Regions from separate parts of the Mus musculus genome. Here regions 1, 2, 3, 4 and 5 are each linked to region 6. Evidence: chromatin contacts called from public HiCAR-type and HiChIP or PLAC-seq data. All regions are on one chromosome and are shown on one strand. Each heading gives the region's core, a stretch centred on a gene start, on an enhancer-like site or on the middle of the called end of the contact. The rest is flanking DNA. Distances are from core to core; before and after follow the strand shown.

Region 1 (3,619 bases), core at 915-3,414, 410 kb after region 6:
CAGCTTTGGGAGCCAAAGAGAAATAAGCTCAACCCCTGGCTATCACAGCCATCGAGTTACCTTAGTTTTCGCTTCTACTAGGTGGCAAAAGTTAAAACATAAGCTGTTGCATACTTATTAAAGCTAAAGAAAATTAACATAAAGAAACTGGATTGGTGCTTGGTAGCTTGAACCACAAATGATAACTACAAATCACTAGTCAAACTTAGATGGTAAGTACTAACATAAAGGCCTGTTTGGTTAATGGCTCTGTTTTGGGTTTGGAATGTGGCAACATGAGAGATCAGCAGAGGATTGACTTCTGTCCTGGCTTTTAACACACAAGGGCTTGGCTCAGGACCCTCCCGTGTTGCCCTCTGCCAAGGATAAGTGAAGAGTGTGTTAAGTAAAGTATAAGAATGGAGCAAGGAAAACACAATTTAAGAAAAAGCTAAATAGATGCTCTGAAAACTGAATCTTTAAGGTGTCTCCATGCTTAGCATGTAAGAGAAGAGACAGTGAGACCTAGCTCATGCCCCAGCTGCCTGTGGTTTGGATTTCTCCATTAGGCCTCCTGTGGAAGTGTCCTAATAAGGGTTAATATTTCCCTACTAAAGTTGGAAATGCACCAGATTATTCTTACTCAGACACGAGATCCTAGGGAGGGCTGAGTTGGTTCCAGCCTGGACAGCTTCATCTTTTCCAGTAAAACTACCAGCAAAGCCATTATGTCTTAGAGACTGAATGCTTTATGTCACCTGGGTAACTCTAAAGAGCCTACAAGTTCTGTCACAGCATATTTCCTCGAAAGGAAAAAGCCGGCAGAGTTTGATATGGTTAAGCACAGCAGGGCAAATCTTGCTTCCTGAGTCATTTCCTTCCCAGGGTTCTGTGCAATCCCTTCTTCTCAGTTCCAGTGGGAGAGAAAGGAAAAGCTCCCCTCTCCACTCTACACACTGGTCTTCTGTCCTATCTTCAAGGAGAAATGCATGTGACTAACAGTGCTCCAGCATCCTGAGGGCATGGCCTGCAAGCTGCACTGGACAGCAGTTCTAGGTCAGGTTTTGATTTTTCAGCTCCCCTCTTCTTCCCCAACCTCAGTTATTCACTGTGAGAGTTCAAGCCTACTACTGACTACATACCAAAAGCACAGCCTGATGAAGCTGGGAATTGCTGTGAGCCTCCAATGAGCCTTCAACAAACCTTTCAAAGAGGACTCGCCATCGAGTTAGAACTGCCTCATTCAGTGTCTTTTCATACAAACTCACTGCAACAACTTAACACCTCATGCGTAGCACATGACCACTGAGACGGACCTGAGTACCACTGTCTGATCCTGCTTGCTAGCCAATTAGCAAACACAGGAAAAGCAATGCCTTCCATTTACCACTCTACAAAAATCTAAAGTATGTTCTGCCAATCAGTTACCCAGCTAGACCACCCATGGCTGATTTTTTTTTCATTCTTCCACCTTGGAATAATATGGGAGGAAATTTCGTGTGTGCTGTCCTCTTCCTGCATTTTCCAGCTAGATTAAGCTGTTGTCTATGCAATTGCCTCCCAGCTGCCGTGACTTATGAAAACAACAGACCCTGCTCTGTTGTCTGGAGAAAGCAGGGTTGTTATGAGTAACTTTATTGCAGGCACATGAGTGTGTTAAGACTTTAAAACACGCTCAAATGTCATGTGCACACCCAATGACGGGCAAGAATAATGATGAAAAAACAAGAGATCTATGTCTATGAAACCGTGTTGGACAAAATGGGCCATTCATTGTGTTCCCCTGGGAATGCCTGGACTCTGCAGTCAGAAAACAAAAAAGGCACTTTTTTCCTGCCGTAGGCTGAATGCTTAGCTTTGCCATCTGAGCCATAAGAAAACACGGGCCCCTCTGCTGCGGGTGCACCCACACACGCTAAAAAATAGTAATGCCTCTCTTTCCTGACTTTTTTTTCCTTTCCAGGCAATCCCCTCTGTGTAGGCTGTAGCCAATATAATGTCAACACAAAGACAAAATAGTTTATCTTACAGCAGTCCCCAACAATTTCCCTCTTGTCCTCAGCTAATTGCCCTTCCCCCAACATTCAAAAGGAAAAGCAAATAAAAAGATAACCTTTACTCCAGTGGTGAGCTTAGTATTGGCACAAATTTTATACACAGCAACGTCCCTTGTGTTTCCTTGCATGTGGCTACTGTGAATGCTCCACCACATAAGCCAGAGGACTTGTTTACCTCTGCATTTTGCCCTTCTCCTAGCAAAGCTTCTGGGGCATTTTTGCTAAGTTTGCCAGCTTCTCAAGAGCACCCTCTTGTCTCCACATCAACTCCAAGGCATCCTTCCTGCCAGTGTGTTTACATATATTATAGGATGGAATGACAAATGAACCTCCAGGTCATTTTAGCCCCAAAACATCTTAATGTGCTTATTTTGCTGGAAGTTCAAAGCTTTTGTGCTTTATTGCAATTTTCGAGCATAGTCGTTTTATATAAATAGACAAGGTATGTTATTCAGTGATTTTCCTAGATGGATACACTTGCACATTGATGGTCCACTGTCGATGCTACAGTAATTTCCTTGGCAGCTGAATCAGCAGAAAGAATAAACAAATTTCCAAGAGTAAGCTTCTACCCAGGATCTTCAATCTTGAACCCTCTTAGTACACTCCAGGAAAGCAATGGAGGAGTCTTGCTCCACGGCAAGGTGTGCAGGAAGGTGTTAGAGAGCAGATGGAAGGCCATCAATCCCACCTCATCTTCCTTTCTGGAACGCAGCTCCCTGCTCTTGAATTCCCACCCAGCAACCACTGAAGGCGCCTGGCAATAAACTGGGGGCAGACTGCAGGCTTCTGTGGCTGTTTCTAAGAGTTTAGCACAGCACACATACGCCAACCCTGTGACTAGAGGAAGTGTTTGAAAACTGTTCAACATGTGCCTTGTTTTTACATAGTGAGCAAATGGCTTGGAAATGCAACAGTTGAGAGAATGAGATATACATTTTGTCTGACAATAAAAGTTGGTTATCTTTTGTTTAGCTAACTAGTGTTAAGGTAGCAGGCAAGCCTAAAGATAGTTAATTGTGGGTGTGTGTATACATACCAGAGGACACAGGGTATATTTAGCCAGCCTACTGGTTGTTTTGACTGCTCTGAAAGCAGTTGATTTCATGGACTAAGCAGTTAAGTTTGAATCTATGACTGAATTAAGGAAGTCAGAAAGCATTTCAGAAACTATCTAGTCGCTTAACACTGGGTCAGTTCACTTACTACTTAATTTAAGTCTGCTGTGGCTAGAGACACTCACAGAAAAATCATTCAAGCCACGGTTAAAGCCAGAGCATCAGAGAAGTTGGTGGCATCAAATAATCCTGATGAGAGCTATGTATATCTCTGAATGGGAAGAGCTATGTGGTCATCAGCCTCCCTGCAGAAGGAGGAGATACCTCTCCAGGGGGAGAAAGCATACCAGGCCACAGTCTAGAACTAGAGTTCAGCTTCAATATTTCTCAGGAAAGGCCTGGGGCTAGGAATGCCTGTAGCACTCTGCAGAGAGGCCCAGTCACAAGAGCACTGAGAGAAGACCTCACTGAGGTCCAGGGATGACGATGACCAGCCTGCTGGAGCCACTCATGAAGTATGAGAGT
Region 2 (3,396 bases), core at 757-3,256, 500 kb after region 6:
TACTTACATTATAGTGTCTTAACACACAACATTCTAGAAAAGGGAAAACTATGGTAATCACTGAGAAGAGAGGATGAGTGAGCAGGACAAAGAGAGTTGACAGAAGAGTAAAACCAGCCATGGTGTGACACACAGACACACCATCAAACATGCAGAAGGAACCTTAGTGGACTGTGGACTTTGGGGAGTCCATGATGTTGACACTGGTCCATTAGTAAGATGTGCTGTATGTTGACAGCTGGGAAAGCTGTATATAGGACAGGAAAAAAGACTACATGAGCATGCCCAGTACTGCCCAGCCAACCTTGTTGCAAACCTACAGAACTGCTGTGAAATATGTTTATCAGCCTACAAAAATTCTGCAGAAAATGAATAATATACACTACCATTTGATCATGTACAAGGAAAGAAATATAAGCCTGAAATAAGTTATAAGAATTAATAAATATATTAGAAAGATAATTGACTATGTGGTTAATATAATATATTTCTATATATTTGAAAAATATAGAAAAATAAAAGCAATGAATTTATAAAATATACAGAATTTCTACACATACACAGTAAAAACCCTATAAGATAGTAATAAAATAAATTTCTTAAATTTCAAGTAGAAGGATGTTGTGCTACGATTTTGAAAGACATGTTAAGATTAAGCCCTGCCAAAACATATCTAAAGATTTCAGCTAGACTGCTATTTAGTGACATGTCTGAGCCAGTAGGATGGCTCAGTGGCTCAAGGCACTTGCCACCAAACCTGATGACCAGGTCTCACATGATGGAAGCAAAGAACTGATTCCTGTAAGTTATCCTATCACCTCTAGATGCACATTGTGGCAAGTACACACACACACACACACACACACACACATACACACACACACTCACACAAAATGTAATTTTTTATAAAAGAAAATCAAAATCATTTCCTCAGGAGTACCACTGATAGACTCCACTAGAGTACAAGGCTGCCTACATCTTGCCACTCAACACATTATTGTATTACTTCCTCATTGATCTCTGTCAAATCAATCAGCCCATCTATCAGCTCCCTAGCACACCCTCACTGTTCCACAAAGCAAATGAGAAATAACTAAAGCCTCATACTTAATGCTAGTAAAGTTGAATGAAGAGTGAGAGTTGGGGCCCAAATCCTCCATGGGATCCACTGAGTGAGCAAACAGTATTCAATATACTTTCCTTTTGCTTGCTTTTGATGTGACCCTTATGTAGTCCAGACTGTCCTTGAGCTTGTGACTGGCCTGTCTCTCCCTCCCTAGGGCTGAGATTATAGTTATGTACAACTACACCAGTAGTAGACTTTCTGAAATTGCTTGCCTTTTTCTCCGTCTTAGACTTCAGTTGTTTTGTTACTATGTGTAAAAGGTGCCAGGGATCCTGAATGCTCAGCCACTGCAGGAGAGATCAGGAAGAACCCCAGGTAGGGAGGCACAATCTGGAGAGCAAAAACCACTGTGACTGTGATGTTGCTTCTCTTCAGGGAAGCTTCCCACAAATACTCTCCACCCTCAAGTTTTTGTCAGGGTTTTTTCCCCTTAAATAACCAAATGTTCCGCATTTATATGAGAAAATGACCGGCACAGGAATGGGAACTTGGGAATTCACAGCAGGGTGAGCCTGTCTATTATTAGCTCTTCACAGACTCCCGTCTCTCAGAGAGAGGACAATAAATTAAGTAACCATCCAGACTGTAAAAGCGTCTACCTAAATATGCTTCCCCACGCCCAGTTTTAATCTGGCTTAGTTTTCAACATTTACATTTTGAGCTAAAGGAGGCTCAAAGCTAAAATTATATTTTTGAGAAGAAGAATGTTAAAGAACAAAAAGCCCAACTGAAATCTAAATAAATTCCCCTTTCTTTTTACTTTGAGAGAGAACAGGAAGAATGACAACAAATTCTCAACTGACTATTGTCCTGTGTGGATTCCAAACACTGACCAGTTCTCTTGATTACACAGAGCACAAAGGCTCTTTCAACAGTTCCCCTGCACAGCTTGAAGATGGACTACATGTGCCTCTTAATCCTCTATTCAAACTTGGCAACAGTTAGTGGTATCAAAGGGAGTCCAGCTATGAGCTGAGCTCGAAGCTGGTGATACTGCATGCCTGAGAGTCTAGGCTCTGTGTGTGCATCAGGTACGAGTACTGAGCAGTTTCTAACCACAAAAACACATGCATCCAGCACATAGACAATTAACAGCTAAATCATGCAAGTGTCAAGACTCAAAGGTTGTGCACAGTTATTGGTCTAAATGTTTCATCAAATAAGCAAAACACAGAATAGGCCTCAAAGTGCACTTTAAAAGCAAAGATAATGTCTCAGAGTGCAAACTCTGCAAACTACTGAACACAGCCACAAACTAGTGAGATGTGTATAAAAGAGGGTGTAACACCACAGCAACCAAAGGCCATAGGCTCTGGTCTGCCATACATTTCACAGGCTATAGTATTAATAGACAGATGTTATGGCAGATCTTTTAAACAGATAATAACATCCTTTTTACATATAAAACTCTGTTCTCTGTACATGCTTAAAAAATATAAGCATTGCCTTCACTGCAAAAAAAAAAAAAAAAAGTCCCTTGTTAATCAGCATAGAGAGAAACCCTGCACTAGCATCTCAGGGTCGGATCAATGAAGCATTAAGATCAAAGCACTGAGAGGAATTCTGAGGTAGGAATCATAAATGACAAAATAATTAGTGTGGACAAAAACATTAGTGTGGGCTGTGTGATGCATCCATCCCTAGAAAAATGGCAAATCCCACTGGCAGCTACCCTGATCTCACACCTCCCACAAGCCCTGTCAAGTGACCTGCTGACAAATGACATTACTCCCTTGAAGTTGCCTAACACACTCTTTGTAAAAAGTTCTCAAACTCCAAAGCTTTCACGTTTGCAAGTAAACTATGAACTTTATGATCAGGGTTTTATTTCAAGTGGCTTCTATGGAGGATAGCAATAGCAATAAAAATATTAATAACAGTCAAGGTGATGACATACTTGAAAGAGCCTCAGACAGGAGTGAAAAAGACTTATAGTCTTGATTTCATCTTAATTTATAGTTTCCCAGAGAGCCTGGGGTTCTTCTAGATACAACACTGAGTCTCAATCACCCCTACTGCCAAACAAAATCTCAGGAGTAAATTATACTCAGCTTATTATGTTTCCACTGTGCTATGGAAAGGGAACACACTCTGAGCCTCTTATCCAAAACTGTCAGAAGAATGGCTGGGAGACTCTGAGCAGGATGCTTGATACATCTTCAAGCAAACCGTTCATCAGACAACGAGGAAGAAATGGTCCCTGAGAGCTTGGTCATTTATAGATTTGTGTTCTTAAAGTTCTCAATTACCAGCTCCTGGGCTCTTGGCTT
Region 3 (3,113 bases), core at 115-2,614, 430 kb after region 6:
TCAAATAAGGTGTCTATCTGCTGTCCATCTCTACAACTGTAATGAATAGTTGCCACTTTTCTATTCTGTAACATAGACTCTACCACGTACACTAGACAGTGCTACACGAAGTGAGCAAGAGGTGTCTGAGTTTGTGCCAGGATACCATATATGAAGGATTCCGGATGTTTTTATGTTATATATCTTAAATATAGATTTAACAGTATTTGGAAGAAACTTTTAATCACATCAATTGTGAATATTCTATAATTTATTTCATATCATAAAGCCATGCTTTATTCTTGAGACCTAAGTTCAGAGTTTAAAGAGATCTCCATTTACAGATAACCCTTTATAATAACCCAAAGAACTCGTGTTTCCTGCTTCCTGCTTTAAGAACATAAAAATCCAACGATTAGTCAGAAGATGGTCATTTCTTATGATTAACCCTATCTTTATAATTCCCTGCATTCCCATGCAGACACACTAAAATGGACTCCAGTAGGCAGTACCTGCTGGAAAGTACTGATTCTGAAAAAGAAAACCCTTCAAAGATAAAGATCAGTCGTCAAAACAAAACAAAACAAGAGGAAGAGCAAAGGGGCACTTCCTTGGCATCCTTTCTTTTCTGCTGAGGCACATGTAGCCTTCATCTGTTCTGGCAGAAGGACAGATCTTCATCTGTTTGTGCCCATTGTACAGTTGGCTGATATACAATCAGAGGAACACAATACAGCTGTAATGAAGTAAACATGGCAAATGTGGGAACCTGATGAAGACAAGAACAGTGCAAAGGGGAATATTCACGTGACTTCCCACCTGCACCCTTTAACAATGTGGATTGCACTGAGACAAATGAAAGATTCAAAGCCCAAATCTCCTACAGAAAAGGTTGCCATAAGGACCCCTCCACATTTGAAGACAGTGCTGTCAAAAGAAAGGTTCATAGTGTTTCCAGGGGTGCTGCTTAGTAAATAGTTTAAATTCCTTCCACTTGAGACAGAAATCCCAAGTATATTGGCCTCTCCCCTCCCCCTCTATTGAGTTAATATTCCATGATATACACCAGGACTACTGAGGGGAAAACCTCTCTTCAAACAGCAGAGATCAGCAAATGGCTATTTCACAGAGAATAAAAATATACCCTAGTAGTTAAAAACAAACAAACAAACAAACAACAACCATGTGGCAAAGCCATGTTAATAAACCTGGAGTAGTGTAAACTATAAGAGAGTGGCTAAGCGGAGAGAGTAATTAGCCTTTAGCATCCTCTTCCTTCAAGAATGCATCCTCCTGTGTTCTTTTGAACAGCTCCAGCCCTGGCTGCCTTTGTTGGGCTTGGAAATTGTTCACATATGAGAGGAATTAAGCCCTCATTTAACAGAGGCACATGCCTGTCAAGACCAGAGGAACAAAGACTAGTCCCTGGGGTCTGTTCAGCTCCCAGAGGCTGCCACTCATTCTGTTAGCAATGCTAACCCTTTACAGAATGTGCATAAAACCCAATAAATCATTTCATCTACTCTGCTTAATGCATAAGAGCCTGACCAGTTTTCGGTGTTTTTCTTGTACAAGTTCACAGCTAGTTGGAAGCAAACAAACAAAAAAAAAGTTCCTATTGTTTGTTTTCAAAATGTCCTGAGACTTTTCTTTTGTAATGTGAATGTCCTGAACACTATCCACAAAAGTAAGGAGGCAGTGTCTCCTCAGATCTCCTCACACAGATCTTTCCCACGTGGATGGTTAATCTTAGCTCTCATTCTGTAAACGCCAGTGCCTCTCACAGCCGGGTTTAAGCCCAGCTACAGGAGCCATTCCTGGCAACACTAAAATGGAGAGGCCGAGAACACCACAGAATTGCCATCCTATTCAAATTCAATACCTCACCCCTCTGGATAGAAGGGCAAAGCATTCTCAAGGCAGAGCATGCAAGGACTGCTTACTGCAGGCTCTTTGCACCAGGAAAGTGCAACAGCCTTCTTAGAAGCCTAAATACCTTCCCATATTCTTATTTCCCAGGATATACAACATTCCTCTGGGGAAAGATACTGATGAAGCAATCTTCAGAGTATTGCCTCTCACCCAACCCCACTTACTACTTTACCTGATGATAAGGCTGTGGAGGTAGAGCACCAACCATGCTTTAAGAGTTTTCAGTTTTTAAAGCAGTGAAGAGACAGGCTAGAGTGAAATGAATATGTGTTCATACTTATTAAAATGACTACTCCATTTAAAAGTAAATTGCTCGTTTCACCTGACTGTGCTGCATTTAGAGAGAGCAAACATGCCAAGGCTCTGCTACAATGGTGTTAATATTCCCAGAAAATGCAGAGTTGCAGGGCTGCCAGCTTCAATTCTTAAGGTGCCCTGAACTCAGGAGCCATAAGAGCCTGGTAGCACAAGGACTGTCCCTTAAGCAGCAGGGGGAGAAAAGCAGGCCTGAGTCTGCTAAGTAAAACCAGATCTAGCCAGTGGATATCTGACAAAGCCCTACAGTTAATGGGGACCATAAACAAACCATGAGACCAGCATGGCAGGAGCTTCCCAAGAATCATTGTTATAATAAGCTTCATTCCTATTTACTTAGGTAGCTGTCAGTTGTTCAATGGGCACAAATGCCTTATGCAAGAACAGATAAACTATACCCATGTCTCAGCAGAAAGGAAAGAATGAAGTGGTAGTACATCAGAGTCCTTCTCATTTGTAATTCTGGATCCTCCCCAGACGGTTTATCCATTTTCAAATAACAAGTTGTTTTCACGTTTGAACCACAATCACATCTTGCAGGCCGTGGCACAGGCAGATATCAGAATGCAGTGCCACAACAAAATTAAATAATCCTTGAAAAAATACAACAAAGTTTATTTATAAAAAATGGCATTAAGGTGAACTGTCTAATAAGAACTTAGATTTGCTTAGATAGAACATTATATGGTTCTGTTTTAGATTCATCCCTAAAGCCCTGAAATATATTAGAATTTTAGTGAGTAATTACCCTATTTACTTCAAACAAAATGGGAGGAAATCGAAAAACCATATTAAGCGCTACCACACATCAGAAATGAAATTCTCTCATATTTTCATCATACAACCCAATAAATAAATTGTAGTTGGAAAATTCATTGGTACCAGAA
Region 4 (3,361 bases), core at 411-2,910, 350 kb after region 6:
AAATTCTGTATTCAATCCCTAACACTAGAAAAAATAGACCAGAAATAAAAACAGGCAAACAAAAAACCAGGAAAACAAAGACTAGGCTGAGAAAAGTATTTACAAATGACGGAAACACCATGGCTGGGAACAGTTTTGACTAAAAGCACTTGGCTGAGCTTTGCTCCAAGGAAGCTCTAGAAATAGGCCCTTTGCTAGCTGAAAGGTAAAATCACCATGAACAGAAAGAGCCCAATCCCTGCACACGGCTGGCCTGGGTTTAGTATGGTCTCCTTCCAGCCTGTTCCTTTGAGCCAGCACTGGGAGGTTGCATACTACAGAAATAAGATGCTCATGCTGAGAGTGAATGTGGCAAGATTTATAAAAGTTACCATCCCCTCTGGTGACAGGGGAAGTACCATGCTATTCTCTAGGGAATAGGAGATTTGTTTGAACTTTGTTGTTATTGTCTATTCTTGGAGAGAGAGAGAGAGAGAGAGAGAGAGAAAAGAACTTTAAACATTCAAAGCCCTGGCCTTTATGGAGAGTGTTATGGCTCTTACTATCTCTTCTAAGCCTACTGTACCATGTCTGAAAAACTCTATTCCTGATGTCAAATCGCAGCTTCGGTTTGTTAAGAAAGCATCTTTCCAACAGACCATGGAATATTTATGTCTCTGTGCAGCTCTTTGAAGGAATAATCTTATGTTTCTTGTGCCTGTCTTGGGTCAGAGGTTCAGATCAGCATTTCTTTCTGTCATCCCTTATATGCTGTGTGATAATTTACAGCACAGTAAGATGAATCATAAAACAAAGTGACTATTTGACTTCAGCGACTAATTCTAGTTAATCAAAGATTTCCAGCCTCCTCTCAGCATGAATGCTGTGTGGAAAATATGAGAAGAACAAAGCGTTTTGTCAAGTAACACACCTCGTGATATAAACACATATGTCTCTTAAAGGAAATTTTATCGTTTCCACATTATCGGCACACAAAAGGCACATTCTTGTCACAGACCTGGTGTGACTGTGGAGTCATCGTTGTTGGAAACAAGAGCCTGATTAGGTTCCCACACAGATATGAATAGACTTTCCTTCTTTTTATTTTTTGTGAAATAGCTGCTTTTATTCCTTTTCAAACAGACTGGTAATTGTCACCCTAAAAACACTGAATTGTGCTCAGGCAACATTTGTTTCTGCTCTTTCTTCCTGTCGTTTTAGAGTCAGCCAATAACATTACTGTCCCTTCTTGTTGGTCTTCTTCTGGTAAGTCTGAGTTAATCCACAGCTGTGTGGATGTGAAAAAGGTACACAGCAGGCTACGGCTGCTTGGTCTCTTGTCTGCTAATAAAGTGAGCAGTCTGCAGGACAGATGTTAGGGGATCTGTTAAATAAGTCAGTGACAGAGATCCTGACCTCTGCCAGGGAACATTTTATTATTCCAGAAAGGGGCATAATTACAACACGCTAACAATGAGAAGAACAGAGTCTTTCTCTACAGATTTAACTTCTCCTTACGTGTTTTGGTCAGGATAAGAGTATCCAGGCCCATTCACGGAGAAGCAGTTTGATTCTGCTTCACAAACTGCAGATTACGGGATTTCCCCAAATCCCCAGGAAATGGTTGGACCTTGGCTTTGTGTCAATCTTCCACAGTGTTGTTTATTCAGCATGTATCATTACACTATTTGTACAGTGTCACTTGCCACAGGGCACCATTGTACTGAAGGGAATATCAATCTTACCAAACACAGTTCCCTAACTATTAATTCCAATATAATGGGAAATGTAAACTAGAGATCAAATTAATATAGGAATAGAACACACTAAAGTTACTCGGTAGACCTTGTACTGATTTACTATTCCTGGCAGGAGTAAAATTATTTCTCCACAGCCATTGCAGACGCCCCCTCATGTTGCGGAAAAGGCTGCTGCTCTCTGACTCCACGCTGGCCTTTCCAGGCTTACCTCTGCTTGCTCTGCACATTCAACCTGGACCACGGACCTCTAAAGGTGCCACATTGTTGCTTTTGTCCCCATGTTCCCATGCTGCTGTTTGTTTAGGGATCTCTCTAGGTCTCTGTCATTGTGCCTCCCTCCTCACACTCTCTTACCAGGAGTCAATATTGCCAGCATCTCACCCCAGGAATTTGCCAGAACTGCCCCAGGCAGAGCTAAGTGCTTCCTCCTCCCACAGTGTTTTCAAACTGGGAACACATCTATTTTAACAATTATTATGCTGCTTGCTAGATTGTGGGCCCTCAGAGGGCAAGGGTTGAGCTTTATTGATATTTCTATATCCCAAACAGAAAAGGGTGCTTACAACATAGTAGCCATTTAGCACACATTTGGAAAACTAATGTATAAGTGAACTGAATAATCTTTTATAATGCCTACCATCGCTACAACAAGGTTTTTTTTTATTTTGTATTTTAATGGATAATCTTAATTATGTGGGTGCAACCAAATGCAAACACACACACACACACACACACACACACACATACACACACACACACACCTAGTATCTATATCACCAAAAATAGATAAAAATACAAAGCATACTGTTTTCTTGCTTTCTGTTTTTATTCAACCCAAACTTATTTACACTAAGCACCGAGGCTCTTCTTTGCCTTGGTGCCTGCATTTCTCTGCACCCTCACCCAGGCCACCAGTAAACACTGCAGCTCTAGCAAGCTAATCTAGCTCTTTGGGTCACAGTTTCTTTAGTATAAAATCAAAATATTCATTAAGCACTTGGCAGTGTGCAAAGCACTTTCCTTGGGGATTTTATCCCAATGGACATCATTTCTAAAACCACTTAACAGAAGGATCTGGGTACTGGGAAGGTTAATTTGTCCAAATTCAAGCAACAGGCTCAAGATAGGACTTGGCAGGTGAGACTGGTCAAGGGTTTTCTATCTTTCCAGCTATGAAAATCTGTGGCTTTCACAATATTACTATTGACTTGTGAAAATTCTTTTTCTGTATTTTCTGTTCTTTTTGGGTTTTTTTTTTTTGTTGTTGTTGTTCTTTATCAGTAGGAAATCAAAACTAAAGTACTCTAATTGCCAACTGGCTGTGATCGCCATAAGTACACCGTGGGGGGGGTGGCTTCATGGCTTTTGAAGTCAGGAGCATGAGATACATATACTCGGTCAAAATATTCCTCAGCATTTAGATACAAGGGTTTGTAAATACAGAAGCATCCTCAACCAATGAACACCGATGTGTTATCTGTTCACTTCGCTCTGAACCACTATGTGTTTCTGATTTCCTCCCTGGAGGGTAGGAAATTGCTTAATTTGCTTGCTTAACTGAAGGACATCAGACATAACTTTAAAATGTTTGCTAAATAAGTAAATGGATTAGAATTCAATAC
Region 5 (3,189 bases), core at 575-3,074, 450 kb after region 6:
TGCTTAGTAAACAGAGAAGCTGAGGTGGTATGTAAATAGCAGCTTCTTGTTCAAGGAAGAGCCAACAGTGCTATCTATAAAAGCTTGGGTGACTCCATTATGTGACCTAAGTTTACCAAAAAACACCAGTTAGATGAATCATTTTACAGAGTATAAAGACAGTGAAACTGTTGGATTGTAAACAGTAAAAGTGATTTTAAAACTCTTCCATTGGACTTAGCCATGTTTTTAAGGAAAATAAAACAAGGTAACAGTAGTATTTGTAAGTTAAGGTTTTAGGTACTCATATAACATTGTCACTAAAAAAAGTCAATTTTTTTCCCTTAAACTTAAGTAAAGTTTATCCATATATCAATTGATCCAATGATAGGTGATAGATAATTTATAGTCGATTGATGTAATAGAAAAGGTATAATATAGATAGATGGATGATAGATAATTGATAGGTGATTGATAGGCATATATGTAGACAGATGGTACATAATAAATGATACATAGCTAGTCAGATATAGATTGTAGGTGATAGGTAGCTAGATGATAAATGATAGTTAAATAGATCTAAATGATGGGCAGTACGTGATAGCTGGATGACATAGATAATTAACAGTTTGTACAGCTATGAGTCACAATAAGTGGCGCTGGGTGACATGTAAAATTCCTTTAGAATGAGAAATCCTATGTGTAGCCATCTCTTGGGTTCAGATCAGTGAGTAGTACATTCAAACAATACAATCATGTATGTTCTCTAAATGCATAGGTTGGGGAGGTGACTTTTCTGTTCCATACCCATTGTATACATTTGGCACAATGAATTTAAATATCAATATTTGAACATATACTAATAGATTTTTCTGTTTAAATTGATGAAGTATTTATCTACCCTGCTGTAATAAAAATAGTATCAAGTGTGAGTCAGTGATCCAAACAACCTGAGAACCCAGATTACTTCATTCTCAGACATGTTTCGTTGAACCGCGAGATTCCACTATTACGGAGAAACTAGAATGCTCAAGATGGCTGAAAGAAGAGGCAGCCAAAGGGGCATACAGGACTCCTAAGTACAACCAGGGAGTGTTAGAGAAGCAGGGGGTTATAAGATGCTTCTTCAACTAACTTAAGAATATGTGGGGGAAATCTTACCCTAAGTCATGTTTTGAGATTTGACCAAATCAACTTAGAGTAAATAAATAAGTAAATAAATAAGATAGGAACCTGGGATAAGCCCCATCTCAGCGGGCCAGCAGAGGTCATCGGTTGCCTAGCGTCATCTGTTTGACATCTTTAGACTATCTTAAAATGACTCTCTCAGACGCACTGCCAGAAAATAGCCTCTTCTGCCTTCCACTGAAAGCCAGAGGTAGCTTCATAAACCACAGAAAGGGAGCCAGTAAAAAGCTTCAGTACACAGCTTTTCTCCAAGTCAGTGCGCCTGCCTTTCCTGTGTGGCACACACAGGGTGTGTGTGCCTGACGCTTGCTCCTCCACGGTAAGCTGTATCTATCCTCCAACTGCAACACTGTATCTATCCTCCAACTGCAGAGACCGAGCTGCCAGCTGCAGCTCGGCTTTTCCTTTCTTTTTTCTTTCTTTCCTTTTTTCTTCCATGGGGTCATCTTTATCCCCAAACCACATCTGTCTTGAGTTTCTCTCGGATTAGTAAGGTGGATCAGTGCTCCCCGGGGCCTGCTCCAGCTGAAGTATTTTAATTTGACTAAACACCTGATTTATTTTATCTCTCCGATGAGAAAGGCAGTTTGTCTTAATAGAGCCTGTCAGCCCACAGCCCCATTCACAGCGATTTACAGGCGGCCGGGGACGCGGCGAGAGAAGAGTGCTGCGATTCTGTACTTTACCCTCCTCTGGAAAGCACCTAAAAGCAGCTATTCACTGCTACTGCATGTGGCATTTTAGAACTGAATTAGCTTTTTATTCAAGTAACTACACTTGTTGTGAATAGCTTATCTGTAAAATTGCTACATTCACTACTGATTTTATTAACCTTTGGCTCTATCACAAAATGGTCTTCAGTTAGGAAAGACCTTTAAAATTGACACGTTTTTTTTCCCCCCCTGAGGGGCCTTTATTCCAGTGACTTCAGATTTACTGAATTTGATCCACTGAATTCTTTACCAGTTGTAGTTAAAATTTTGAGCCTCAATAGGAAGTCAATAGTGTGTAAATAAGGAAACACTTTTTTAAATGTAAATATGGTGGCAATTTCCCTCATCAAAAGTTTTCAAATACCATCTTTTATTATAACAGTTCAGAATCACCCCTCTAACCTATTGATAATTTCTTTTTTAACTTTTACAAACCTCTCTTCAGACTCAACACCAAAGGGAAAAATACAAAATATATAAGAATCTATGTGGAACAGTTAATTTATTTTTTTGGCTTAAAATAGAAATCAAAAGTCATATTTAAGGTTAATTTAAAGTTCTTTCCCCCACATCAGTTCATAAAAGTTAGCACCATAATCTGCCAGCTAATTTTGCCCCTACAAATCCATATGATTACAATTGGTGGCACTAGAAAGAGAGCTGGGCACTAGGAGGCAAAGGCAGGCTCCGGGGCAGAGCCATGCACAGCAGGGTTGGGCACTTTGCGTGTGGACTGGCCTCAGTTCTTTTCAAATAGCTCCACACCCATGACTTGTAGAGCACAGGAATCTTTGTAGATAACCCCCTCAGCACTTAGTTGCAAAGTTGAACACTACTCTCCTGAGGGCTACATTTTTAGAAGAAAATAAGAAATGTGCACAGCAGTCAAGTGGGAGACAGAAGGAGACACTTAAAGAGAACAGGGAGGGAGGTCAGAGGGAAGGAGAGAGAAAAGGTAGCTGAAAGGCCAAGGGGGTGGGTGATAGAAAAAGACAGACACAGGAGAGAGAAAGAAGAGAGGGGGAGAGGAGAGAGAGAGCGAGCACTAAATTAAATTCTGTGCATTTCCCTGTATGTTTTTCCTTTCTAATGAAATGAGGGATTATGTTGTTAAAGTAATATTTACCAAGTCAAATAAAGCCAAGGGCAAGCGGCCGCATCTAACGCAAGTCTGAGGGGCTACAACATGAAACAACAGCTAACCAGCCTTTTTCATTAGATCCTGTGCCAGTTACTTTAACAGACTTGATAGAAGGTCACAGTGAAACTACAAGACTCTGCAGCTACAAATGCCTGCTCCTGGTGTGAT
Region 6 (3,488 bases), core at 49-2,548:
GAAGGTAGAGAGACTACGTGGAGAAACCCTGAGACAGTGTGTCCAGAAGAAGTCCTGATGAGCAGGTCACTGAGGGATTCACCATCAGTTCACCAGGAGAGAACAGACATAGGCAATGCTCGGACCAGAGCAAGATGGTGAGACTCAGCTTGAAGGTAAAGGGCCCTGGGGCTGAGCAACAGATAGCTTAGACTGTTAGAATAGATGAATACCTGCCAAGTCACAGAGGTTAAAGCTTGGTAATCAACTTAATAGATCTTTGTGTCAATTATTTGGGAAGTAGGACAAGAACACATACGACTTCAACTTTTAAATTACTACTACAGACAGGACTTCGGGCCCAAACAACACGTGTAATAGTTAAGACAAAGTAACATTAGGGCAAGTAAAAGAGAAAAAGGTTGAAGGCATGCCCTGGTCAGGGAGGTCAGACTCCAGCACAGATTAAGGTCTAACCAGGAGAATCAGAAATGGGAACATTCACTGTAAATTTTACATCTGATCCTTTCTGAGGAACCTTTTAACCCCAGGGGAAACCTTTTCAGACCTCCCAGGTGTCACCCAAGTAAGATATAGCACAAGGGTTCAAGAGGTCTGGTAGAATTGTTCCCACACAACGCAGTTCCGGAACACTCTGGAAACTGAGGCTTTAAGCAGATGCACCCAGAGTCGCTGCTCTGGCTCCCCAAGGACACTTCCAAGAGGCTTGCAGTTCTCATCTATGGACAGTAGGTGGCAGTAGGTCGTGAGAAATGTGGGTTCTCCTGGGCCCTGGCTATGGAGACCTAGCCTGCAGAAAAACGCGGCTGGGCTTGAGTTGCGCCTGGGAGCACACCCCCCGGGGGGGGGGGGGGGGGAGTGGGCCGCACTGCCCAGGTCAGCGAGGATCTTGCGGGTGGGGGCTCCATTGGCTCCTGCAGCGTTGTAGTCATGGGGAGTTCCCAAAGAGCGCCCAACCCATCCTGCCTCCCCCATCAGACCTTGTGCCAGGCGTGGATTCCCCTGCCTGGGCAGACAACCTGGTTTTGTTGTTGTTTGGTGGGAGAGGGGAGCGCGGAGGGAGCACAAAAGTTTACTTTTTATTTTCTAAGCTAAAGAATAAACCTCTGTTCAGGGGGACATGGCTGTATCCATATAGCTCACGTCTGGCTGCACAGAAGTGAGGTGTGCTTTTTCCTTCCCGTGGTACCAATGCCTGATGGGGTTCCCTGGGGGAGACACCTGTTTTATCCAGACCTCTGGTCTGCACTTACAACAAGGATCTCATGGCGCTGTTGTCTTGACCTTAGTAGCAGCCAGCTTTGCACCACTTGGATGCAGTATGTCCCAGCAGGGCAGTGGCTGAGAAGCTGCAAATATGATTCTCTCAGGACCTGGCCTCTTGGCTCTACCAGGACCTGGGCATTAGCCTACCCAGGCTGGATCTAGACCTCTGAATACTCTTTCATTTAACACCTGCACAAATCCTGCCATCCTCCCTTCCACCCCTCCCACATTGAAAGAGTCTCTCTCTCTCTCTCTCTCTCTCTCTCTCTCTCTCTCTCTCTCTCTCTCTCTCTCTCTCTCTCCTGGCAAACTCTTACAGTTGCCATAAGGCAAGTGGAGACTGAACACGGAGATCTCTGGGTGAGTATTTGTTAAAGGTTACAGAGCCAGTAGTCCAGTGCCTGACCTCAAACCCCAGGCTTCAAGGCATCCTTCACCTCCCACCCCTCTGCCTGCCAACAACAGGGCTGCTTCCGGGGCTCCCGGGCCAGGCCAGCCAAGGAAGCACAGACAGCCCCAGTGCATCTTTCTCTCTCGATCAGTGGGCAAATTAATTCACGCTATCTTTACATTATGTATAATGCTGCATGATTTTATTTTGCTTCATTCCCGAAATCTTTTACAGTAATTAGTAGCCGAGTAAAATATAAAAATTAATGCAATATAACACTTTAATGGTAATAATACACCATCCTGTCTAATTAATAAAATCTGTTGTTTCCAAGCACGGTTATTTATTTGACAAATTGATGGCACACATCCTGTTCATATCCCCTTTCCCGGCTCCCATCCTTTCAGTTTATTGAATAAAATTGTATCAGGAAAATAAACAGATTGTCTTCTGACCTGACAAGCGAGTGAGGAAAAACCCCTCACTCACACAGCCCTAATTGTTCTCAACAATATTCGCTAACATGCATCAAGAGGGCTTGGAAATGAAGCCTCATTTCCTAGCTCCTGTATTTTTTCCATTTAATTTAAATCTTTATAATTGTGTCTTCTTATTTTTTAGGGACTGGGGACCTAGCGAGTTTGAGGGGTGAGCTTTGTCCCTGTGGGCTGTCATTCTGATGGCCTTAACAAGCAGGGATGGTTCCCACTCTGCATAGAGATCAGAGTGGAGAGCTAGGCTCTTCTGAGCCCTGGTGGAGCACACTGAAGTCACCTCCAATGTGGCAGAAGAGGACCAGATAGGGAGCCGGGGACAGTCATATTGGAGGACTGTCATTAGGGATTAAAAGGGACATGGAAGGAGGGGTTCGGGCAGGATTCTGAGGCTTGGTGACGTCTGCTGGTGGGAGTGGAGCAGGGAACAATGTCCAGCCCGAGCGAGCATGTGCCGTTGGAACAGAGTGCTGATCTAATTACAGAGCCACTCTGTGCTCCCTCTCTCATGTAAGACAGGACGTTTATATGCTAAGTGTGAAAACATGAAAGCCTTAAGCTATAAATAGAACGGCAGAGATGGAGGGAGACGCACACAGAGGAAGAGAAGGCAGAAAGAGGAAGTAAAGGAGAGACTTGCCCCTTGCAGGTTAATTTCTAGCGTTTTTCCCTGAAAGAAAAATGATGTGCTGTGGTTGGTGTTCAGGAAGAGCCCCCGTCACCAGCTTTTAAGCTACATTTACTGCAAGAGAAAAGGCCCCCAAGTGCACACACGTGAGGACTCATCCGCTCTGGTGAAGTGACTTCTACACCAGAGAGACATCCACACAGAGACACAGAGTGCAGCCATGTGTGAGCGTGACTATGGAGTCCACACCACTGAATCAACACAGTCCCGCCCTGTCTAGGATGCCTAGAACATTGTACTGGGCCACCACAGTAACAACGTCTTTCCCTGAGGTCTGTGCGGGAGTCTGGGGGTGCTGGCCCTTCCTTGTCATTTCTCCTGATCGGCCTCTTCACCTTCACCACTATTGTATGCCAATGCCTTATCTTAATAATTCTTACCATAATGATCAAAAGCTTAAATAAGATTTATCCACGCAGAGGTCACTGATACCTTCTGACTAACACCCAGGTACACAGAAGGTGATCAATAAATGCCATGGGAACCAGCACCTTCTACTTTGGCTGCCGACGAAGTATTTCATGGCATAGGTTACCATCCCTGCCCATTTCATGAAGCAGGCCCAATCTCCTTCTAAATGGAAACAGTGGGATGTTCAGTGGAAAAAAAATGGTATTTGTTGAACTATTTTGGACATTCCAAAATTGTT

What was found. HiCAR-type assays count read pairs that join an accessible place to other places. HiChIP or PLAC-seq counts read pairs in DNA pulled down with a chosen protein or histone mark.
Region 1: a HiCAR-type map of astrocytes shows a contact between it and region 6, with 2.9 times the contacts expected there. The contact joins two enhancer-like sites. A contact is called at or near these places in 5 of 484 Hi-C or Micro-C datasets (the N1E-115 cell line, Th1 cells, cerebral cortex and 2 more), 5 of 115 datasets of contacts at active chromatin or transcription factors (astrocytes, embryonic basal ganglia, neural tube and 2 more) and 1 of 9 other capture datasets (embryonic stem cells).
Region 2: a contact with region 6 is called in an H3K27ac HiChIP or PLAC-seq map of oligodendrocyte precursor cells, with 11 times the contacts expected there. The contact joins two enhancer-like sites. A contact is called at or near these places in 6 of 115 datasets of contacts at active chromatin or transcription factors (T-cell acute lymphoblastic leukemia, embryonic basal ganglia, embryonic forebrain and 3 more).
Region 3: a HiCAR-type map of astrocytes shows a contact between it and region 6, with 3 times the contacts expected there. The contact joins two enhancer-like sites. A contact is called at or near these places in 4 of 115 datasets of contacts at active chromatin or transcription factors (astrocytes, embryonic basal ganglia, embryonic stem cells and 1 more) and 2 of 9 other capture datasets (embryonic tail and embryonic trunk).
Region 4: a contact with region 6 is called in a HiCAR-type map of astrocytes, with 2.5 times the contacts expected there. The contact joins two enhancer-like sites. A contact is called at or near these places in 2 of 484 Hi-C or Micro-C datasets (cerebellar granule neurons and uterus), 3 of 115 datasets of contacts at active chromatin or transcription factors (astrocytes, embryonic basal ganglia and large pre-B cells) and 1 of 9 other capture datasets (embryonic stem cells).
Region 5: a contact with region 6 is called in an H3K27ac HiChIP or PLAC-seq map of oligodendrocyte precursor cells, with 7 times the contacts expected there. The contact joins two enhancer-like sites. A contact is called at or near these places in 6 of 484 Hi-C or Micro-C datasets (the N1E-115 cell line, cortical neurons, forebrain and 3 more) and 8 of 115 datasets of contacts at active chromatin or transcription factors (SST interneurons, embryonic basal ganglia, embryonic forebrain and 5 more).

Annotation. Positions count from the first base shown.
Region 1 is chr7:115,623,352-115,626,970 of GRCm38.p6, forward strand. All of the region lies in intron 7 of Sox6 (SRY (sex determining region Y)-box 6), which reads right to left. Among named protein-coding and RNA genes, the nearest start is that of Gm51455, 130 kb to the left of the region's middle. Within about 2 kb of position 2,165, at least 53 of the 459 cell types and tissues checked have an H3K27ac peak or open chromatin away from gene starts, as enhancers often do. A contact at or near this core is called in the N1E-115 cell line, astrocytes and oligodendrocyte precursor cells, where this site is marked.
Region 2 is chr7:115,720,160-115,723,555 of GRCm38.p6, forward strand. The region is part of intron 4 of Sox6 (SRY (sex determining region Y)-box 6); the gene reads right to left. Among named protein-coding and RNA genes, the nearest start is that of Gm51455, 220 kb to the left of the region's middle. Within about 2 kb of position 2,007, at least 54 of the 459 cell types and tissues checked have an H3K27ac peak or open chromatin away from gene starts, as enhancers often do. A contact at or near this core is called in embryonic forebrain and oligodendrocyte precursor cells, where this site is marked.
Region 3 is chr7:115,644,462-115,647,574 of GRCm38.p6, forward strand. All of the region lies in intron 7 of Sox6 (SRY (sex determining region Y)-box 6), which reads right to left. Among named protein-coding and RNA genes, the nearest start is that of Gm51455, 150 kb to the left of the region's middle. Within about 2 kb of position 1,365, at least 55 of the 459 cell types and tissues checked have an H3K27ac peak or open chromatin away from gene starts, as enhancers often do. A contact at or near this core is called in astrocytes, where this site is marked.
Region 4 is chr7:115,563,256-115,566,616 of GRCm38.p6, forward strand. All of the region lies in intron 9 of Sox6 (SRY (sex determining region Y)-box 6), which reads right to left. Among named protein-coding and RNA genes, the nearest start is that of Gm51455, 67 kb to the left of the region's middle. Within about 2 kb of position 1,661, at least 37 of the 459 cell types and tissues checked have an H3K27ac peak or open chromatin away from gene starts, as enhancers often do. A contact at or near this core is called in astrocytes, where this site is marked.
Region 5 is chr7:115,665,442-115,668,630 of GRCm38.p6, forward strand. The region is part of intron 5 of Sox6 (SRY (sex determining region Y)-box 6); the gene reads right to left. Among named protein-coding and RNA genes, the nearest start is that of Gm51455, 170 kb to the left of the region's middle. Within about 2 kb of position 1,825, at least 56 of the 459 cell types and tissues checked have an H3K27ac peak or open chromatin away from gene starts, as enhancers often do. A contact at or near this core is called in the N1E-115 cell line, SST interneurons, embryonic forebrain and 2 more, where this site is marked.
Region 6 is chr7:115,216,218-115,219,705 of GRCm38.p6, forward strand. No RefSeq gene overlaps it. Among named protein-coding and RNA genes, the nearest start is that of Gm34282, 86 kb to the left of the region's middle. Within about 2 kb of position 1,299, at least 140 of the 459 cell types and tissues checked have an H3K27ac peak or open chromatin away from gene starts, as enhancers often do. A contact at or near this core is called in the N1E-115 cell line, SST interneurons, astrocytes and 3 more, where this site is marked.